Regions from separate parts of the Mus musculus genome. Here region 2 is linked to region 1. Evidence: chromatin contacts called from public Hi-C data. All regions are on one chromosome and are shown on one strand. Each heading gives the region's core, a stretch centred on a gene start, on an enhancer-like site or on the middle of the called end of the contact. The rest is flanking DNA. Distances are from core to core; before and after follow the strand shown. Region 1 overlaps Chm (choroidermia (RAB escort protein 1)). Region 2 overlaps Chm (choroidermia (RAB escort protein 1)).

Evidence for each region. Hi-C and Micro-C count contacts between places; a contact is called where the count stands out from the background.
Region 2: a contact with region 1 is called in a Hi-C map of Th2 cells, with 2.0 times the contacts expected there. The contact joins two enhancer-like sites. A contact is called at or near these places in 7 of 39 promoter capture datasets (the 3T3-L1 cell line, the HPC-7 cell line, hematopoietic stem and progenitor cells and 3 more), 1 of 15 datasets of contacts at CTCF or cohesin (CD8 T cells), 4 of 484 Hi-C or Micro-C datasets (Th1 cells, Th2 cells and group 2 innate lymphoid cells), 2 of 115 datasets of contacts at active chromatin or transcription factors (CD8 T cells and Th17 cells) and 2 of 9 other capture datasets (adipose tissue and macrophages).

What each region holds. Positions count from the first base shown.
Region 1 is chrX:113,082,789-113,087,102 of GRCm38.p6, forward strand. The region is part of intron 8 of Chm (choroidermia (RAB escort protein 1)); the gene reads right to left. Among named protein-coding and RNA genes, the nearest start is that of Mir361, 10 kb to the left of the region's middle. Within about 2 kb of position 1,578, at least 8 of the 459 cell types and tissues checked have an H3K27ac peak or open chromatin away from gene starts, as enhancers often do. A contact at or near this core is called in CD8 T cells and Th2 cells, where this site is marked.
Region 2 is chrX:113,174,413-113,179,098 of GRCm38.p6, forward strand. The region is part of intron 1 of Chm (choroidermia (RAB escort protein 1)); the gene reads right to left. Among named protein-coding and RNA genes, the nearest start is that of Chm, 8.8 kb to the right of the region's middle. Within about 2 kb of position 1,894, at least 4 of the 459 cell types and tissues checked have an H3K27ac peak or open chromatin away from gene starts, as enhancers often do. A contact at or near this core is called in CD8 T cells and Th2 cells, where this site is marked.

The DNA of each region.
Region 1 (4,314 bases), core at 328-2,827:
AAATATCAACTAAACTCCAAATGGGTGGATATTGATCTCAGCTACAAGGGAAGGTGTGCCTAAGTTTTGAAGTTTCAGAAAAAAAAAGTTGAAAAAACTGATGGTCAAGTTGAGTTTTCTTGGTTGACCATACATATTGGCCATATACCTGCATTAGGAGAGATATAATATTCTCATCTTTCAGTGAGGAAACATGCTAGAAACTACAATTTGGAATTCCCCATAAGCCTTGCATAACTTAGTTCTATATCCATTCTCTCTAATGAACAAAACTATTATATACCAACTTTTAAGAAGTTCATCAAACTAAGTATTATACCTGAGGTCAACCTTGCAAAACTAACAACTATGCATTTGGCTTTAGAAGTGTGAATAGTTTGTGATGACTATAACCTATAAACATACAAACAACTGTCCAAATTCTCATATCATACAAGGGAATATCATAAATAATAAAAATTCATGAAAGCTAATCTCTTCTACTAGTTGTTGTATTTTTAAAATGCAAAAGCTGATTAATAACAGAAATTTTGGAAAGAACACTTCTGACTGGCATCACTTATTTAAAGAAAATCAACTTCATATGCAAAAATCTTGCTATACATCAAAATGACACACAAATATGTAATGTACAAAACACTTAAGAGGAAACTAGAAGTAAATACACTGGAGTAGTATCTAGGAAAGTACAGAATGAATGTTACAGTGAAGAAAATCAGTTGCTTAGTTTCTTTACTGTTCTTTCAGAGGTTTGGTTCTCAGCACCTACATCAGGAGGCTCAGAACCATTTATAACTCCAGTAGCAAGGCCATCTGATACCCTCTTTTAGTCTCCCCAGAAAACTACATGCACATGCTGCAAATATGGAGGCACACAGATATACATAGAAATAAAAATGAGTAAAGCTTTAAAAAGTAGTTAAAGTAAATGCAGCCACATTTTGAGATTTGGCAAATCTTGAGTATATTGATGTCATTTATTTTAGTCTGTGTTGAAAAGTAGTTCATAATCTATAGTAGTTCATAATCTATACATAATGAAAATTATCAATGGTGGAGGTAAACGACATTCATTGAATAGGATTTAATATTTTCCTGTCTTTCCAAATTGAATTCTTTTAGATGCACATAAGCAGTTAAGCCACAGTAGAGTAGGGGTTAGGTAATATTCTTCTGGTATACAACATCAGTGCACAAGAAAACCTGTATTTATTTTTACACTGAGAAAATTAGAATAATGCAATTAAGGGCATAATAGAGCCACTAAGCAAAATTCCACATGGTTAAGAACCTGTAGACTATACATTTTATGTAGGACAGTCTTTCTTCCTGTTAATTTTGCTCACCAATAGGATGACAAACTGTGCAGTAATATTTGTTAGTATATCTGATGTTAAGACATTATAATCTAACAGATTCTAATGAGATTTAGAAAAAATAATCTTCCTGGTGGTGGACTGTTTAGCTGCATTTGCCATGTGCTATTCAGCCTTCTGATTTTGGGAAGAGAGTACTGATACACAGGAAATCATAACCAAGGTGGCTGACACCATCTTCACTGTCGATTTCCTGCAAATAATCAAAGAGTTCACCACATGAAACATCACTGGTCTACTTCCCACAGATAAGCTGAACTAGACTCAAAGCCCAAATGAATGTTCTTCGTTTGGGGAAATTTAGGCTACAAGAGGCCTCCATATTTCATCAAAAATTACCTGGTTTTCAACATGGTATGATTTGTTAACTGTTGTTCTACATACTGTAAGAAAGAAACATAGAGAGTGCATGGGCTGTTCCAAGGCCCCCAGCACATATGTAGTAGAGGATTGCCTTTTCTGGCCTAGTGGGAGCCTCTAATCCTGTAGAGACGTGATGCCCTAGGGAGGGGGATGTGGGAGGGAACCCTCTCAGAGGTGAAGGTGAGGAGGAATGGGGAGAAGAACTCTGTGAGGGGGGACTGAAAAAAGGGGGCAACATATGGTTTTCTTTCTACATATGCTAAACTTATATATAACTTCAACTGAAGATAGCATAATTATAGTAGAAATGCTTGTCTTCAAAGTTCCTAACAAATAGTGAATACTTTGCAAAACATATTTTTAAAAAATGTTGTAAAGGACATTGGTTAAGTAGAAATTTTAAATATAGTACTCTGAGCAGAAACTGAACATTTTACAATGAGATATATTTGTAAGAAATATGGCTTAATGTTTGATTTTAGCGTATGAAATAGGAACCCAGTGATGTAAATGTTAATGCATTAATGCTGAACAGAAGCAGCAAGTATCAAGACTTCTTTTTGGTGCAACTTTATAGTTGCATTGTGAGGTCTAAAAGAACGTGTGGCTCTGCTATACCTACTTGCTGTAGTGTAGTAGATATTATAAGAACAGTAAGTGTATAGGTATTGAGGAACTAAAGGAAAAATCTACTGACATACTTTTTGGATCTTTTTACTCCTCCAAAAAAATTAAACTTTCCTTGTTGAACACATATCATGTCATTTGCAAAAAGGATAGAAGAGAAAACCCTAACCATTGATCACTGTCAGTGTACCTTAGCTACACCCAGATTGCATAGTACATTGATAAAACCACAATTCCCCTAAGTATGTCTCCTAAATATCATGATATATAATTCAGCACTGTGTCTGCACAACATTTGACAGTGTTTCTTCTAACTGCATGCATAGATAAACATGTATTAGAGCAATATATTTAAAACAACACACAGAGCTTTCTATCATGTTCACCGCATACAGGCCAGTCTGAAACATGAGTGTAGAAGAGAACTACATGGACGTGTGTCTACTTTATATACACGTACATAAGAGGACAAAAGTCTCAGTGCTTCTTATATTTACATACCTCTAGTCTTACTATATATTATACACCACATGGCACGTGTATGGATTATATACAACAATGTGTATGTATACAACTACATTGTGCTTACTGATTCAAATTATACTACTTATTGCAATCTCAATTATACCATGATTCTTAACTTCTTACCCTTTCCTGGCATTTAGTGTCCTTCCAGCTGGAAGGACAGCAGGTGTCGCAAATGAATGCTCCATATGTTTGTTGCTGTGGGTCTCTCTTCCAGAAAGGTAAAAATGGGTAAGATGAGAGGCACAGCACCATTTCTCCCCAAAATTCCATCTAATATTTAAGCCACTTTTCACCCAGCCCAACTTTGAACTTCCTATTGCCCTAGAATCAAATGTAATCCCGCAAGAAAAACAATCTCTAAAATCCTACCCTAGTCTCCATCTTTTACTGTCCATTATTGACTAAATTCAGCAGGATAAAAAATGAAAGCAAAAAGAAATAATGATGTCACCAACAAAAACATTCAACTATGTGTTCTATTCACAGCAATGTAGTATAGCAAAACTGACAAGCCACTCCTAATATTGATCAAACTGACAGAACCTGAAGGCAGCTGGTTTGTCAAGCAATAGTCATCATCATCAAAACTTTCAGGTCATCAGGAATCAAGTGTCCAACTGTAGTCACAATATGCAAATCACACAGAGATCAGCTTTTGGAGATGGCTATGGAATCAATACGGACATCAGCTATGGAGTCACAGTGTCTGTGTCCTCTTTGTTTCTCATTTACTGGTTCTGTGACTATGTTTCAGTTCTCGAGATAACAAAATGGCGATCATAACTTATCACACAGAGTTGTTTACAGAGTTGAATGCATTAAGGCAAAGTGGGGTGCCTTGAACATCCTAAGTGGCCACTATATTGCAGCTTGTTAGCTGCTACCTCCTGAAGTGAAGACAACAAAGTTTTCAGATTCCATGACCTATGGTGAATTGCTGGCCTCCATTGATCTAAGTGTGTAGAAATCTGCTTAAGTTGTTCATGGTCTGTATTTTCTCTCCTACTAGCATTTAAACAACATAGGCACCTGGTCAATGCAACCATCTTCCAGAAAGAGATATGTGATGGGTTGATGGGTACTGTTTGTGCTGATCACAACATGCACTGCCATTTGTCTCTTCATTCCCAAGTATTTATGGAATTAGGCCTACTGTCCAGTAGATATGATCCTAGTCAGTTAGGATACAAAACCAAAAACAAAGCTGTCCCTGATGGTATGTAACTTTTCAAGTGTACAAAACCGGCAATGAAACAACTAGATTCCTGACAGCATTGAAACAATTTAAGATGAATATGCTTTGGAAACGAGAGCATGAGACAAGCTGAACTGATATTTGAGCAAAGAATCAAATAAACAGAAGCATGTGACCATGTGAAGATGTGGAGGAAGACTATTTCAACCAGAGCAAATCGCCACC
Region 2 (4,686 bases), core at 644-3,143, 92 kb after region 1:
ATATACCTATAATCTACAGGCAATTTAATTTTTGCTTTTGAGACAATGTCTCACCTGAGAGACTAGCCTGGTCTTATACTCATGGCAATCCTCCTGCCTTAGGTTCCAAAGTGCTAGTATTGTTAAATGTGAGCACCACACCCACCTATCTGCCTATGCTTGTCTAGCAAATACAAAACCCCGTTTTGACCTCCATCACTTCAACTAACTGATTATTTAAAATGTAAAACCATCAAATGATAAATTTTTGTCTAATTAAAATTAGCTTTAGTGCATTAACAACTTCATACTACATTTTCAAGAATGATACATCAAACTAGTATTTTTACCTACTCTGCAAATGCCAGAAACCAGAGAAGAAAATCTCTAATGGAGGGGCTGGAGAGATGGCTCAGTGGTTAAGAGCACTGACTGCTCTTCCAGAGGTCCTGAGTTCAATTCCCAGCAACCACATGGTGGCTCACAACCATCTGTAATGGGATCTGACGCCCTCTTCTGGTGTGTCTGAGGACAGCAACAATGTATTTACATGCATGATCTTTAAAAATAAAACTTATAAACTTATAAAAAAAAATCTCTGATAGACTAGAAATGTGAAACTTATACATCTCCACATGGGATATCTCCATAAACATAAGGCACGATTAAAAATCAAATATGGCAATTAAAAAACACACATACAAAATGCCAGTATTCCAACAAACCAAATTCAAGGACACAGTAAGTAAAACTATACAATCATCACTCACCAAGGAACCACTGGAACTAATTAATTATGAAACTCAGAAAAACTCAAAGACACAAAAACAACAGACAAGTATCAGTTAGTATCCTGAGACACTAATAGTGAATTATCTGAAAAAAAAGAAAAAGAAAACCTACAATCTCAATTACAATGCCTATAAAAATAACAGATCAAGGAGTAAGGAAATACAAATTCATAACATTTCCATATAAGACATTACCATAAAAATAAAAGACACACTTAGAAATTGAATATAACAAGAACACACACACACACAAGTCAATATCCTTAAAGAACAAAAGAAAAAGAGGTGAGAGATCTCTACAAATATCATTTAAAAAGATTAAAGAAACTGAAGAGGACATCAAAAAGAGGGCATGGAAGGATGGGTGGGTGTGGTTGGCCAACACCTGGGGGTGGCAGAGGCACAAACAGGAATAGCTCTGTGAATTGCAGACCAGCCTGGTCTACAAAGTAAGTTTCAGGCCAGCCAGGGCTAACTCGAGGAAGAAAAAGAGAAGGAAAGTAACAGAACACAATGGAAAGGAAAGGAAAGAGAGAAAAAAAAGATATCACATGTTTATTAGAAGAATTAATCTTGTTAAAATAACTATCCGACATCATCCACAGAGTCAATATAATCTCTATCAAAATTTCAATATTGTTCACAGATTCAGAAACAGAACCATAAAAGACCTCAAATATCCAAAGCCTAATAAGGCAAAAAGAATCAAGTTCTATCTTACTTTAACATCACAAACTAATATTAACTAAAACAGTATGATGTTAGCAAAAGCCAAAACTAGACAAACCAATGCAACAGAAGTGAGAGCAAAAATTCAAACCGCCAGCTCCAGTTACAGCTAACTGACTTTGACAAAAAGAGCCAAGAACACGGCAGGAAAGGGGCAGACTTCTCCGTAAGTTTCCAGGGAAAATAGTATCAATGTGCAGAAAAATGAAAGCAACCCCACAGCTCCCACTACTCCCAGCTATCAACCCAAAGGAAACTAAAGACATCTGAAAGGCCCAAGTCTGTGAGTTTGCAAAAGCAAACATGAAAACGACTCACAGGCACTGGTATCCGTAAAGAGTAGTTTGGAAATGACCCCAACTGTGCAAGCGACAAAAAACTGAAACTGAAAAATAAGTTCCTATCAACTTAGAAAGCTTCTCCACAACAAAAGACACCACCAAAACTGAAGAGCAAGGCTTGGTAACAGAGTGCTTACATAGCATACGTGATAGCATGGGATCAGTTGGCCTTCACTGGGAGTGGGGAATGACTGAAGAGACAGGTAATATAACTAATAGGACCGGAGAAAATATCTGCAAACTCTACATCTGACAAGCAGTTACATTAATAAACAGAATACACAAAGAACTGGACTTATTAGCAAAAAAGAAAATCCAATTAAAAAGAGACTAAAGAACAGATTAGGCATTTGTTTGCTTGCTTGCTTTTCGAGACAGGGTTTCTCTGTGTAGTCCTGGCTGTCCTAGAACTCTTGGAGTCCAGGGTATTCTGGAAGTCAAGAAATCCGCCTGCCTCTGGCTCCTGAGTACTGGGATTAAAGGTGTGCCCCACCACAGGCCAGCTTCAGATTGGGCATTTCTTAAAACAAATAGCCAAAAGATACGTCAGAAATCGCTCAACTAGGAAATGCAAATTTAAAAAAAGAGTTATAACTTTATCACAATAACTGAAAAGACCAAAAAAAAAAAAAAAAAAAGATGAGGATAGAGAAAAAAGAAACTTTTATACACTGTTAATAAAAATGTAAATTTGTACAGCCAGTAAAATAAAAGGTATGGGGGGGGGCTGGAGAGATGGCTCAGAGGTTAAGAGGTCCTGAGTTCAATTCCCAGCAACCACGTGGTGGCTCACAACCATCTGTAATGGGATCTGATGCCCTCTTCTGGTGTGTCTGAAGACAGCTAGAGTGTACTCATCATATATATCAAATAAATAAATAAAATCTTTTTTTAAAAAAAGAGGTATAACGATTTCTCAGAATACTAACAACAGAACTACTGTTATTTCTAGCCTTCCCACTACTGGGTATATACCAAAAGGAACCCATCTTCATGTTAAAGAGACAAGTACATTCTTTTTTGTCTTTGCTTGTTTTTTAATTCTTCTTTCATATATTGTGTCCTGACCACAGTTTCCCCTCCTCACCACATCCCAGTCCTCCCCACCTCCCCTGTCCCCCAGATCAACCTCTTCCCCACCTCCCCTCAGAAAATAAGCAGCCCCCCCGCAGGGACACCAACCAAGGAGCAAGTACATTCTTAACTGCAATTTAATTCACAACAGCCAAGGTACAGAAACTAAAATGTCTGTCATGTGATGAATGAATAAAGCGAATGTAATACACAGGCACAATGGAAGCATATTCTGCCATTAAAAACAGAAGAATGAAAACAGGGCTTGGAGATATAGCTCAGGGGTTAAAAGCACTTGTTGCTCTTCCAAAGGAACAGTGTTCAATTTCCAGCACGCACGTGGTGATTCACAGCCGTCCACACATAATGCCAGTTCTAATCCCCTCCCCAAGCTCCTTGAGTTTGCGCCTGGTACACATACACATATGCAAGCAAAATACTCATACATAAAATAAGTTTTCTATAAAAGAATGAAATCTTGCCCCCTGGAACAACATAGTATGTGAAGTGAAAGAAGTCCATGTGACCTTTATGGAATCCACAACATGAACTCACAGGAGTTAAGAGAACAGTGATATAACAGAAACTGGAGAAAGGTGAAAGAGGAATGGAGGGAGGTTGGTCATCAAGAAGAGTCAGTTCTGGTGACCTATGACATACCAAAATGAATAAACCATATTTTATATTAAGCAATAATAAGAAGTGATTTCAAGAATGTGGATAATAAACAAATAATAAAAGTCTAAAGTGATGGCGGATATTATAACAAGTATGCACATTATACAAGTATGTGCTACTCAAAATAACAATGGTACTTGAACACGTGAAAAAAAAATTAAAAGTTAATTAATCACTACATATTTATAATAAGACAGGTAATGATCTAATGAATAGGTTAAGGCAATTCACAAAAGAAATGTAGTGGCCAAATTACATAAATATTCAGACTTATTTATCATAAAATACAAATTCAAACAAGAAATATTATTTGTGTGTTAAGTATGTGGCCAAAATATAATATTTATCAAGTTTGTTGTTATACAGATAGCCTGTAAGGCTTTCATCAAGGACAAACCTGTGACTCAGTTAATCCTCCCCATGGGTGATCACATGTCTTTGCAGAAAACTGCATTGCCATCTGATAAACCAAGGAAAATGCCTTTAGGTGAACCATTTTGGAGAAGTCTGTTCACTAGTTCTGAGCCCTTATGGCCTGACTACCAGTAACCCTGTTCCATCCTTTCATTATACCAAACTGTAAAATAAAGTTGTTCCTTTTTTATTAGTAAAAGAAACCCAAAGAGCCTGTGTGTCTTTCTGTATGCATCATAGCTCTTCTCTTCCAAGAACACCAAGTTTTAGCATTTGCTGTAATGACTGCAACTGCAAAATACGTTGACAATAATGAAAAATAAGCCATGAACACCAATACTGAAAGATGAATCATTCTCAGAACCACATGTGATTGCAAATCGTGGAATGAATGAATTCAACTGAAACAACATGTATCCTAAAACATGACTAAATTTTCTGCTCTCATTGCTTTAGTGACTCTAATTCTCCGGCTTGGGGTTTGGGTTTTTTTTTTTGGGGTGGGGGGGGTGGGGGGGAGGGAATGAAACGTAACTAGGTCATCCTGTTTGCCTCAATGTAAAGGTTTACAAGCTGAATCCAATGTCATAATGTTGTCAATAATTAAGGACCAGACATGAAGCCATTGTTGGCATCAGTTAGAAAAAAAAGCCAACCACAAACCTAGAACGCGCTAATCT